Linked DNA regions of Gossypium hirsutum: region 2 is linked to region 1. A link is a contact called in public Hi-C data. All regions are on one chromosome and are shown on one strand. The core of a region is the stretch at or near the end of the contact, and the rest is flanking DNA. Distances in the headings are between cores, read along the strand shown.

Region 1 (6,354 bases), core at 1,165-3,664:
GTGGTCAGCGTCAGTGCCACCAACAGATGCAGGAGCCTCACAAGAACTTTCTATAACTACAGTTCCATTGTCACTAGGAACCTCACCCATTTTCATAGAGCTTAAAATTGATTTATTAGGAGGATTCTGGCCTACAGTCAGAAAACTAGGAAATGTCAAGGACCAAGGTGCATACCAATTTGTTTTCAAAAGATAGAGCCGCTCACAAAAGAAATACCACCTTTCAAGATGTTTGGAAGAGAATTCAAGTGCAAACCGAAACCAGGTGACTTTTCAAACACCAAACAACGCCGTCTTATGCTACGCTGCATACAGAAGAACATAAGAGTATGATTATAAAAAAACAGCCAATCATTGAGCAGGAAAATAGTGTAAATTTTAAGAAACGACACATAAAATGAAAATCATTGATAAATGTACAATATAAGGAACTTGTATTAGGTATGCATATCATAAAAATGGCTCAAAAATGCTATTATCTTTTCATTTTCTAGAAAGAATTAAATACTAATATGTAGCTTCGTGTCAATCTTATATCTCGAATTGCAGTCTGCCATAAAAATGTACTTGCACAGTTTTTTCACTTTACCTGACGACTCAACTGGCTGCATTTCTCCCCCTTATCATCCTTCTTCAAACTTGAATCAGTAACTACTGGTTTGTCCGGTAGACAAGTAGACAGGATGCAAGATGTCTGATCTGTTACTGAATCTCCCAATTCATTTTGTTTGCAAGAACCTTGATGATCACCAGATTCTGCATTTTCTAAATTATTTGCATTATCAAGCGAAAACTCTGGGATATTTGATATAAAAGAGGTTGTCCCAGAGTCTACCGTTCTCTGATCCTGTCCATCACTATTCTCGTGAATGATAGATGTATTCACTGTCAACATATCAGCAACATCAGAAACAACTGCCACCCAGCCACATCCTGCTGCTTCTTCGCTCGGCTTAATCCGACGTATTTTACGTAAATCTCTTTCATTTTCAAATGACCGTTGCCTCTCTTTCCATTCATCTCTACTGCGTTGGAAAGGAGATCTCTCTTGTTCCACCACTTCCAGACTTGTTTTTTTCAGTAATGCATCACAAGCCTCCAGGTTATCATCAGGACTCCTACAATCATATTTTGAGGTTCCTGGCAACTCAACCGCTAAATCTGATTGCTTGTCAAACAGATCACTGCTAATTCCTTTGGATGAACCGTCATTACTGAGACATCCTGGATGCTCATCGTACAAGCCAGATTGCCCAGCAGCTTTTGAAGCTTCCTGACTTGCATTAGATTCATTACTGCTCTGGAGGACCCTAGTGCTTAAATCTGCCGAGAAATGATGCCTGAAACCAATATCATTCAGGACACTTAAAATCATGAACTAAATACAGCAATAAGAAAATTTAGTTTTACCTTTTAACTGAAAACCTGGATTCCCTATGGCAATTGATTTGTGGGGAGGGAAACAAAGATGAAGGGGACAAAAAAGCTAATGAATTGAAAGCATTATCAGTCTGACTGGACTTGGCTTGCTCAATAGGAGAAAGGCTATCAATGTACTTAAAGACAGGTGAATCCTGCAAAGGAAGAAAGCAATGTTTAAACCATAGCATGTAAGTCTCAATAACCTGATCAGCAAATGCTCATGTACACAAGAAAACAAAGAACCAAGCTAAAGATAGAGCAATCTAAACCAAACTAGGGAAAAAAGTATCTCTTCTATATCATTTAAAGAAATACCAACATTCCCAACATTTTGAAAGTATTGCTGCTCACCTCTAGTTGTATAAATTACCAACATTTCCAATGTCAAATCTCAATGAGACAAATTATAAGCATGTCAAAACTTATATATAACCCCATGAGCATAATTATTATTGGGTAAAAATTTGTAAAAAATTTACATTACACTTGTAAACACAAACATGACACGGGAAACACACAAATTCACGCTGTAGTCTGAACACAAAACCCATCAACAATTCCGACAAACATACAAAAGTAATTCAAAGCGAAAAAAGCAGAACAAATTAAACTTGACAGGCAAAACCCAAATCAGCATCTAATTATTGAAAGCCGAAATGCCCAAAACCCAGAAATCCTAGGTGAGCAAACATAATTAACAAAAACCAAAATTCTTAAAACTTTTTTTTTAAATTGCAAGAGGAAAAAAGAATAATAACCTCAAATTTGGAAAGAGAAGAAGTAGGAGTCGGAGTGATCTGGGTTTTATGTGGTGTATCCATTTTCACCAAAGGCTCCACATCTTCATCTCTCTTTTGCTTTTTTTCAAGGATTAGAGCTCAAAGCCTACGGAGACAGTCAAAGGCTCCCTTGCCTCTTTCTTTGAATTTGGTCGAAAGTGAAACCCAAAAAACAAAAAATAATAATAATAATAAGACTTTTGATTAAGGAAGCGGGAAGGCGGGAAAACAAAATGGTAATTCTATTTTCCTATTCAATTTGGGATGCTGGGTCGGTCCATCTCCTATGTTAGGCCCGTAATCAATTTGGGATGGAATTTTGATATATTGGATTTAGACAGTTGATCCGGCCCCATTCTAATGAAATCCCGTCCATTAAGTTTGGATTATCATTTAATTAATAAAGTCGTGTGTTTTGGAGTGATGATTTCAATAATATTTAAAGTAACAAAACCCCCCAAAACTTTTCTTTTTTTCTTTCCTAGCCCTTGTTCTATCCCGTAACGGTGTTGGATTCCGGATTAGTTATTGCCTATCTTTTCTTCCATCACACCAACTTTTTATTATTTATTTATTCAGTTGAAAAACGTTGATGCTTATCGTTGTAAAACCTTCACCAACTACTAACATTTTTTTTTGAAAAATGAGTTGGTCATGGATATTTAAATGGTGTCTCTTCGTTTACTTCTTAATATGTCTCTATTTTGAGGATATTTTAGAATAATAATTTATTCCACAAGTAGATTTGGACTATGATGTCTTAAGTTTTGTGCTTTTGTTGTTTCATGAGTCATACATTTTTTATGAAAATGGTAAAAGTCTTTGTCTTGTTGTGTACAAGTTTTAGCCTTGCTTTTTCAAGTGTTTTTAAAGATGAATTTGTTGTCGTTCTCTCTAGTTAGATGAATATTCAATTATTTTAATGATAACATCCACTACTTTAAACTTTCTGAAACTGATTCTCCTATCGTGATAGGAGCTTGCAATCACTTATCATGTAAAACTCCTTACCCAACCTAATGACCAACACGGTTAAGAGATGCTACCACGACATATGCATAACACTTGTTGCTTATTTATAAGTTTAATATGACTTTCAACAATTAAATAAAATCCATAAATTGAGGTTAAAAGGAATGGAAAACTTTGGAACATTTTTAAAATCATTTTGGATGATTCCAAAGGTGTTTGGACAAGTTTAAAACATAAAATGGGGTTCTAAAGGCTTAAAACTATTAGAACAATCAATTTAGAGAAACAATTATTTTAGGTATAGTAGAAACTTTTAAATTTTCTTAAACAGAATTCATTGTATTATTTATAACAATAAACTTAATCGAAATATACTTGTACTTTGTACAAAGTCGACTAAAGTCGATCTTGACTTTCTACCAAATGATTTTTTCTATTACTCAAATCACGAACTACCTCAACTGTGAGCTCAAAGTTTATCAAACAAATCACATGAAATAAAAATTTTTATTAACTTTTAGTAAGAAAGTTAATTTTCTCTATAACCAAAAACTATGCGTTCTTTTTCAGAAAATAGAATTTATTTTGTAAAATAAATTTCCAACATTTTCGAATTGAATAACGACATATGATAAGGGTTGTAAATTGCTCAACACATAATTTCTATTTATAGAGAATCATACAAGAGTTATATTCAAATAAGACTTGATTAAATAATAATATTTAATAGAAAATACAACTTTTCCTCAATTATGAGTATAGAGACAACAGCATGCCCTAGTAAATACTAAGTTTGTTGTCCTTACTCCAATTATGTGTTATATGAACTTTTATCCAAACATTTATAATTTATCCACATCAATATTTATTTTTTTATTTATTAAAATATTATCTATTTAATTAATTAAATTAATTGATTGAATTAACTAAATTAATTTATTAATTAAATAAATTTTTTAATCCAATTCTAATTTCGATAAAATTAACAACTTTATCGTATTCGAATCTATGAAAATATATATTTAATTTTTCTATTCAGCAATTTATAATAATTAATAAATTTAATTTCATCTTCCAACTTCAATGTTTAATTATTACTAATTAATAATAATTTACAAAAGCCACTTCATGTGATTAATTTTATGAGGTAATTCTTCCTCATTCTCTTGATCTCCACTTTTCTCCCCAGTGTCTCTTTCTTATCTTGTTGGTTGATCCTAAAATTTTGATTAATTATGAAAAAAAACCTATTTCTTTAATTATATACATAAATAACTTGAAATGAAGAGTAAAAATTGATTGAGCCAAAGAGAATGACGCACCAACATACCATGTCAGCCATCAAAATAAAATATTCAATTTTTGGTGGTGCCAAGAAAAATGGCATCACTTGTATAAATATCAGGAAAATACTGTTATTTCTCAATAATTATAGGACTTTGAAAAATTCATTTTTTGGTGGAGCCGATTAAGTATGGCTCCACCACTTTTTTAATGTTTCAAGGGTATTATTTTTTTGGGAGGTTTTTAGATTTTTTTAAAAATGTGATTTTGTCGGGTGGCTCCAATTAAAATGATGCCACCACTTTATTTATGTTGTGTCAACATTTTTTTTAGTTTTATGATAGTTTTAATTTTTTAGTTTTTTAATTTAAAAAATATTATTTTATTGGGTGGAGCCATTTGAACCCGTCACCGCAACACAAGCAAGTTTCTCAATGCTATTAAATTGTTGCTCGGATGCTGCCAATATTGATGATCTCATTTGTGCGGTTCGATTTGAGATTCCTTACAACCTTTAAATATCCCGATGACTCAGGAATTCCAAATAATCTACCCATTGGTTGTATAATCAATTTAAACTCGTTATCGTCCTACCACGACTAACTAAAACACTTACATAACCAATTTGAATTTGTTGCCGAATAAATAACTGGCATCCGAAAATAACTATTAAATTTACCAGTGTCAAAGCTCTACCAAATTATCGTTAAACAAAACATACCTTCAAATTAAAAAAATTACTAAATAAACAAAAACACAAATACATAGAAAAAAAGGCTTATCATTTTTCTCCCAGTCATCCTCTAACAAAATAAAAATTTAAAAAAATTCTTTAACTTAAATTGATCTGTCATTGGGGTTATATATAACTATTTCATCACCCCAAAGGAAATGGCTTCACCAAATAAAATTTTATTTTTTATATTTAAATTTAAAAAAACACATTTTAAAAAACAGGTACTTACATTGGTGGTATCATTCTTAATGACTCCACAAAATAAAATATAATTTTTTTATATTTAAATTAAAAAAACGCATTTAAAAAAAAAACAAGTACAATACACTGTTGGCGCCATTATTAATGACTCCATCAAATAAAATATAGTTTTTAAAAATTTTAAATTTAAAAAACCAAAAAAAAAATCCCTGACAAGTGGTGACTCCATACTTAATGGCTCCAACAAAAATAGATTTTATTTAAATCCCCAAATTATTAAGAAATAGTTGTATGTCCCTAATATTTATATAAGTGACATCATTTTTCTTGGCGCCACCAAGAAATTGATATTTTTATTTCAGTAGTTGACGTGGCATGTTGGTGGCGTCATTCTCTTTAGTTCCTCCAACTTTTACTGTTTATTTCAAGTAATTTACGTATATAATAAAAAAATAAATCATTTTCATAATTAATTAAAATTTTAAAGTAATTTATATAAAAAAGCCTGTCTTGTTGGTTGGCGATACAAATGTGAGCTTTATCCATGGCTTACCAAAACACAAAGGCGTGAATGCAATTGTGAAGCAAGCGGCCAATTTCACCAATTCAGTTCCTCTTACTTTAAGGTTGGAGAGAAAGGTTTATCAAATTTTAGGTGAAAGACATTGGGCTAAGGGATAAATTGTTGTAACATTCACTCATGAATGCTTCAAGATGCAAAGCAACTAAGATAATCTAAGACAATTTTTGAGAAATTTGGATTCTGGGCAATTTTTGGGTAAATTAGGGTTCTTTGAAAATTAGGTTTTAATTCAAATAAAATATATTTTTATTTAAAAATAGTTTTATTTATCTTATATAAATTTCATATTGCAATTTTCCACTATTTATATTGGTTTTAGTTGGATTCATTTTGATTTACAATTTTGTTTGATGAGTAGGTAGTTCATGTGTATTTTG
Region 2 (6,354 bases), core at 1,292-3,791, 190 kb after region 1:
TTCAAAACTTATATTTTATTTTACAAATCAATCTTTTACTAACTTCTAACTTAAAATTCAATCATTTTAGCCTCTAGTTCATCAATTAATTCAACATAACTCATGTCTAACAATCTACTAACTTTCAAAATATCAACATAAATCAAGTAGTATTTATCTCTAGGATTCCAAAAACTCAAAAATTATAAGAAAAAGACTTAATTTGACTTACCAATTGAGCTTGGATCCTTAAAACCTTAAATTTCCCTTTTTCTTTTTCTTTCTTTCTTTCTTTCTTTCCTTCCTTCTCTGCCCGTTTTGCTCTCTGTTTCTTTCTCTGTTTCGTCTCTTCTATTCTGTTTCTTTTCTTTCTTTTTTCTATTCTTTCTTTTGTTTTATGTATATATATAATATAATATAATATATTAATGATAATATAATATAAAAACATAATCATTACTATAATATAATATTTTTTAACACATAAAAATCTCAGATTTTTATACTTATGCCGCCTCAACTTTGGAAAAAGGAATAATTGCCTATTTGGTCCTTTTAACTTTTCTTTAATCTATAATTAAACTTTTATCCCTATTGCAATTTAATCCTTTTTCATAATTAACTATCGAAACATTAAAATTTCTTAACGAAACTTTAATATTATCCTATTGACACTCCGTAAATATTTATAAAAATATTTACGGCTCAGTTTATAATATCGAGGTCTCGATACCTCGTTTTCGACCCAATTTACCTAATAATTTCTTTTAAATCACAAAATTCACTAATTCAAAAATATTTCTAACTTCTTCATCGAATTTAGTGATCTCAAATCACTGTTCTGACACTACTGAAAATTGGGCTGTTACATTTGGGGTGCTTCTGCTTGAAATAATAAATGGTAAAAGTAGTAGTAAGGCAGCATTTGGAGTGGAGTTCATGCTTCTTGTGATGTCGATGGAGGAAGAAGGATTTGATGATGACTTCTTGTGTTCTGTGTGTGATTATCTAGGGAGTCATGAATCAGAGGCCAAAATGTTTTTAGTTAAAAGTAAGAAGCATAGAAAAATTTGGCTTCAAAAATTTTCTCAGGGTTGAAGATATTGATACTTTTATGTGGTGTAATATTATGCACTTCGACAATGTTGTTACTATGTGGTGTACTACTAATTATGTATTTGGATAATATTATTTCTAGTACTCATTATGGTTTCGAAGCAATTTATAATTATTCAATATTCTTACTAGTACTCATTGTGGATAATATTTTTCCAATTTATAACGATCAATATTGTAGCTTATTATTGAGTATTATTATAAATAAATCATTGCAATATATGTAAAAACAATTTAAAATATAAAAATTTATTAATATATATTAATATATGTAAAAAACAACTTTTCCGGAAAATATTTTCAAGAAATCTGTCAAACAGCAGAAAATATTTTACACAGATTCAATCAAACACCAGAAAATATTTTCCTGTAAGTCATTTTACAGAAAAGTAAAACATTTTCCAGAAATCATTTTACGGAAAATATTTTACTGCCAATCAAACAGACCCTTAATCAATGAACTAGATCACTTCACTTGTCATAATTCCCACAACCTTTACTCAAAAACATGATGTGACCACTCTTGGTCTTACTAACCCAATTTCTTCAAACATGGTTTTTGAGATGTGACACATTCTTTAGAGGTTACAATAGGATAAATTTGAAGGGGTTATGGACATCCATTTATTAATGGATTTACAACACTTTGAGTGTAGTAATTACTCCAATTCTTACTCTCCCCTTAAGAATTGAAAAGTGTAATTAGAGTACTCCAATTACATTCAATTCGATGGGGCCCATCAATTATAATAGTTACCCAAACATGTCATCATCGTGTAATTACAAGCAATTACACCAAAATCCAATTATCAGGTAGCTTTCCAAACACTATCTTACATAATCTTAAAACATTTCTATTTTAGAAAAAAAAATTATGGTGTTTAAGTAAAAAAAGATATAACATTAAATTTAGACCTTAAAGTTTACATATTTTGTTAATTTGACCTTCATTCTTTCTTTTAGCTAAATTTGACAATTAAACCTTCAAAAAAGGTTAAATCATTTTTTGAAATAGAAATGATAACTAAAATATTAAAATTTTAACTATGTTGGCATGGCAATCCATATGTACTTCATGTCATATTATTTTATATACCATGTTAACAAATAATTTAAAAATTATAAAAATATTTTAAAAAATACAAAAATTCGTAAAAATTAACTTGAATTATATGTGGATTTACATGTGAGCTGTCATTTAAAAAAAATAACATTTTAGTCAATTTTTTATTAAGAAACAGCAATTCAACACTTTTCAAAGGTAAAATGATTTTTTTAAGAGATTAAGGGTGAAATTTAGTTTAAAAAGAAAAAAGCCAATGGATAAAAGATGTAAACATAGAAGAGTAAATATGATATTATACGTAAAAAACCAATTTCCTTTCTTTTTTTTCTCAATTTTCTGCCAAACAAGACGTTAACAGCTCCACGTGGCATAATCGGGCATTGCGTTCAAACGCAATCCCAAACGAAATTCGCAATTCCATCTCGTGACCGCGTTTGGGACCAAAACGTCCATCAACGCACGCGTTTGGGCAACCGCAACAAAGTTCTCTTTCCCAGATTCATCACTTTCTCTCCAACAAAAATCTCAATTCTCTTCCCTTTATTTCATGCATTAAACCATAGATTTTTCATCCTCATTTTGACCCAAGGTACCATTTTTCTTTTCGTTTGTTTCTTCTTTATCAACCCACCAATTTGGGGTTTAAATTTCGTCCGTGATGATAAAAATAGATTCTTTTGTGTTTTTCATTTCTGGGTTTTTTATTTTAATGCTTTTTGATTAATGGATTTTGGTTATGTTGTGTTGCTCTGCAATTTTCCTCCAATGAGTTTGTTTGTTTCCGTGTTATTTTTTCATGGCTTGAACAATGAAGAGCTAATTATTTTATTTATCTAATTATTAATGTATTATTTTAGGGTTTCAAAAGTGACTATTATATTCACTTGTTTTTTTTTCCCTTGTTGCGTGTCTATCTGTGTTTCAGCATGTATGTAAGAATGAGAGTATATTTATGTATGAATGTGCCTTTTTTATGTCTTCATGTACGAATTAGTGTATTTATTTATGCATAAACGTGTCTTTTGTATGTAAGTAAATGCCTCTGGGTCTGTTAATGTATGTATGTATGTATGTATGTATGTATGTATGTATGTATGTATGTATAGAGGAGTGTTACTATTTTGTAAGAGTATTGAACCAAGTTCAACTCTTTGATTCGAGGACATGGATGCACCTAGTATTGGGAACCATATGTGTATCTGCAAACCTACAACTTTTGCATGCGAATGTGAGCGATTGATGCTACTGTGAGTATGTGGCTGTATATAAACGAATCTGGAATCTTATTGGCTTGGTCACTATCGGATATGTTTGGTTGGTTGAACTGTGATTCTCTGATTAAAGTATATTTTTGTTCGGAAACGGAAATGGCTTATACTTTGATGATCTTAAGTTCTTAATAGATGATTTTTTTTTTCTATTTCTTTTGTGTTTCTATAACTGGCTTGTTTGTATGATTCTTTTTCTCTTTTAATTTTGAAAAACTTTGTTATAGATGAAGAATGCTCGAATTCTTACGGTAGAGGTTCCTCGAGGTAGGAGTAATGAAAAAATCAAGGCAGTATGGGACAGGAACTTAACGATGATATTCTGTGATCTTTGCATAAAGGAAAAAGATCATAATTGTAGGCGAGGAACTTACTTTAAAAAGGAAGGGTGGTCGAGGTTGGTTGCGAATTTTAACAAAGAAACTGGTAAAGAATATGAAAAGTCGCAGCTGAAGAATCGATGGGATCTACTGAAAAAAGAATGGAAGCTATGGAAACAGCTCAAAGGGAATGATACCTGTTTGGGTTGGGATCCTAATAAGAACAATATCGATACTTCAGAGGCATGGTGGGAAAAAAAGTTAAAGGTACATGATTGATTTTCATAACGAAGATTTTATTAATCCTTTTTTCTATTTTCTCGTATATAAGATCAATAACACTCATGTATAAATGTGCAGCTAATGCCTGAGGCTACAAAGTTCAAAAATGGTGGTATTGATCCAGAATTAGAAAACAAATTAGATTGGATGTTTCAGGGTATCAATGACGACGTAACTTTCACACCCACATTTGGTCTACCGTCGATTGATGGAACTGATGATGATGAACCGCCTAAAGTAGAGGTTGAGGAGGTTGTCGCTGTAGAAGATATTCAAATGTCGAAAAAGGCAATGGGTGAACATTTCAATGAGATGGATAACCATTGCATGGAACAGAATCCTCAGGCTCACTCCGAATCCGAGCACCAGTCAGAGCCACCGAACCAGAAAAAGAGATCTCCAGAGTCAGATTCTTCTCATCTCAACAAGGGTAAAGAGAAAGTACCAAAACTAGTTGGGAGGGTTTCAAAACTATCTAGGCAGATAGATAGATTGTGTAGTGCAGCCGAAAGTATGAGTACGGCAACTTCAGCCAAGATAACTTTTGAGCCATACAACATTCCGGAGGCAATTCGAATGCTTGATAACATGGAGGAAGAAGTTCCGAAGATGAGCCAATTGTATTTTTTTGCCACGAAGCTGTTCATTGACAAGGATAAGCGGACGGTATTTATGTCATTGTCAAGTGATATCAGAGCTTGGTGGCTTAAAATGGAGATGGAGGAGAGCTCCAAGGCTGCTTAAAGGTATAAAATGACCACAATGGTGAGTACTACCAACATTTTATAACTTAATTTCAATGTATTTGATCAAGATGATGATCGTGATGAAGCTAGGAACCTAACAGTTGGATGATATCTCATCTAGCTTAATTATGTTGTGGGACCCTTCTTGCCTTAAGGTTTGTGGGAAATGGCTAACAATCTCCATTTTGATGTAGATAGATTAGTTAAATGTATGTTCACTTTTTATGTTTATTGGCAGTAATGAGTGAGTTTGATATGTTGATTAAGGGGTATTCATTTTGGTTTTGTGAAGGATACTGAACTAAGCTGAAATATGGTTTTATAAAAGGATTTATATATAATCCCATTAAAATCAAAACTACTTATTTTTAACAAAATTATAATGAGTTGATATCATTTAATACATTGTAAGTGCATGAAATATATAAAAAGTAGTAGTTAGTAAATGATCACATTTTTAATTTAAGAATGCCGTTAAATAAGTTTGAAGACTAAGCAATTGGCTTCAATGTCATGACCAAACAGAACACACGCAGAAGAAAAGAAAAAGAACTGTTGTTTTCTCTTTTTGGTTACAATGGGAAAAGCATTAAAGGTCCAAACATAGAATCTTATAAAAAACCTGTTAATTTACAGTTTTTTGATCCACTTTCTTTTTTCAAGCTAACACAGAGCTCCTAACAAAGAGAAATAGATGGAAATTTTTTTTTACTTCCACTAGCTTTTATTTCTTTTCTGATATGTTGATACTAAAGGGGCTTCATATAAACTTGAAATGCTTCATTGTTTTGGTTTAATTTGGGGTGAATGAGATTCTACCAGTATGGACCAGAGGACATGAACATCCTCATCTGTGCATGACTTCACATCTTCATATAAAATATATATCCCTCTACCTGAAATTCACCCGCAAAAAAAAAAAAGAAAAAAGAAAAAAAAACAACTATAAAAATATGCTCAATCATATAAAAAAGAAGAGACAGCCATGAAGAATTATAAGTTATAACCACCGTAGAGAGTCATGTTACTATGGCTTGAGTGTAAGTATCAAATACGTGTATATATTCTGTATTCATGTCTAGGTATATGTCGAACATAGATATCAGATAAGAATACTTTAAGAAGGTGAAGATTCAGATCAATGTAGCTAAGAAGTTATGAAGATCCTTAATGGTGAATGAATGAAGAATGCATATAGTAAAAAATGAAACAGTACACTAGCAGAACAGGCAATGAAAAATAGCAAGTACTCTTTGTTGGAGCAGAGTGCATGCGAAACCAGAGCTTCTTCAAGGGGAAGAGGAGGGATCTGAGCCACCCCATTTTGGAAAAATGGAGTGATTCATGGTAGGTGAAACAAATGGAGCATTTAGAGGGGGGAAATCCAGAGAGAGAATGTTGCTTTGCTTAGACAATGGTGAATTATTGATTACAGTATCTAGCACCATATTTCATCTTTTTTGTTGCAGGCAAAAGGTACAGAAATGGCAAACGAATTTAATGTTTGGTGATGTGTCTTTTCACAAACCTTTCCACCTTGTAGCATGAGGAACAAGACTCAATGTGTGATATATTCA

What was found. Hi-C and Micro-C count contacts between places; a contact is called where the count stands out from the background.
Region 2: a contact with region 1 is called in a Hi-C map of leaf, with 5 times the contacts expected there. The contact joins the promoter of LOC107888809 here to the promoter of LOC107888904 in region 1. A contact is called at or near these places in 10 of 34 Hi-C or Micro-C datasets (anther, callus, hypocotyl and 1 more).

Annotation. Positions count from the first base shown.
Region 1 is chrA11:109,049,240-109,055,593 of Gossypium_hirsutum_v2.1, forward strand. LOC107888904 (protein tesmin/TSO1-like CXC 2) reads right to left here and starts at 2,415. Exons shown (of 11, transcript XM_016813175.2): 1 at 2,181-2,415; 2 at 1,411-1,574; 3 at 590-1,340; 4 at 221-305; 5 at 1-131. The coding sequence starts at 2,243.
Region 2 is chrA11:109,238,764-109,245,117 of Gossypium_hirsutum_v2.1, forward strand. It overlaps LOC107888809 (L10-interacting MYB domain-containing protein-like), which reads left to right and starts at 2,542. Exons shown (of 3, transcript XM_016813042.2): 1 at 2,542-2,750; 2 at 3,657-4,016; 3 at 4,110-5,033. The coding sequence starts at 3,657. The coding sequence ends at 4,775. It overlaps LOC107888819 (a long non-coding RNA gene), which reads right to left and starts at 6,130. Exons shown (of 2, transcript XR_005905017.1): 1 at 5,994-6,130; 2 at 5,569-5,673.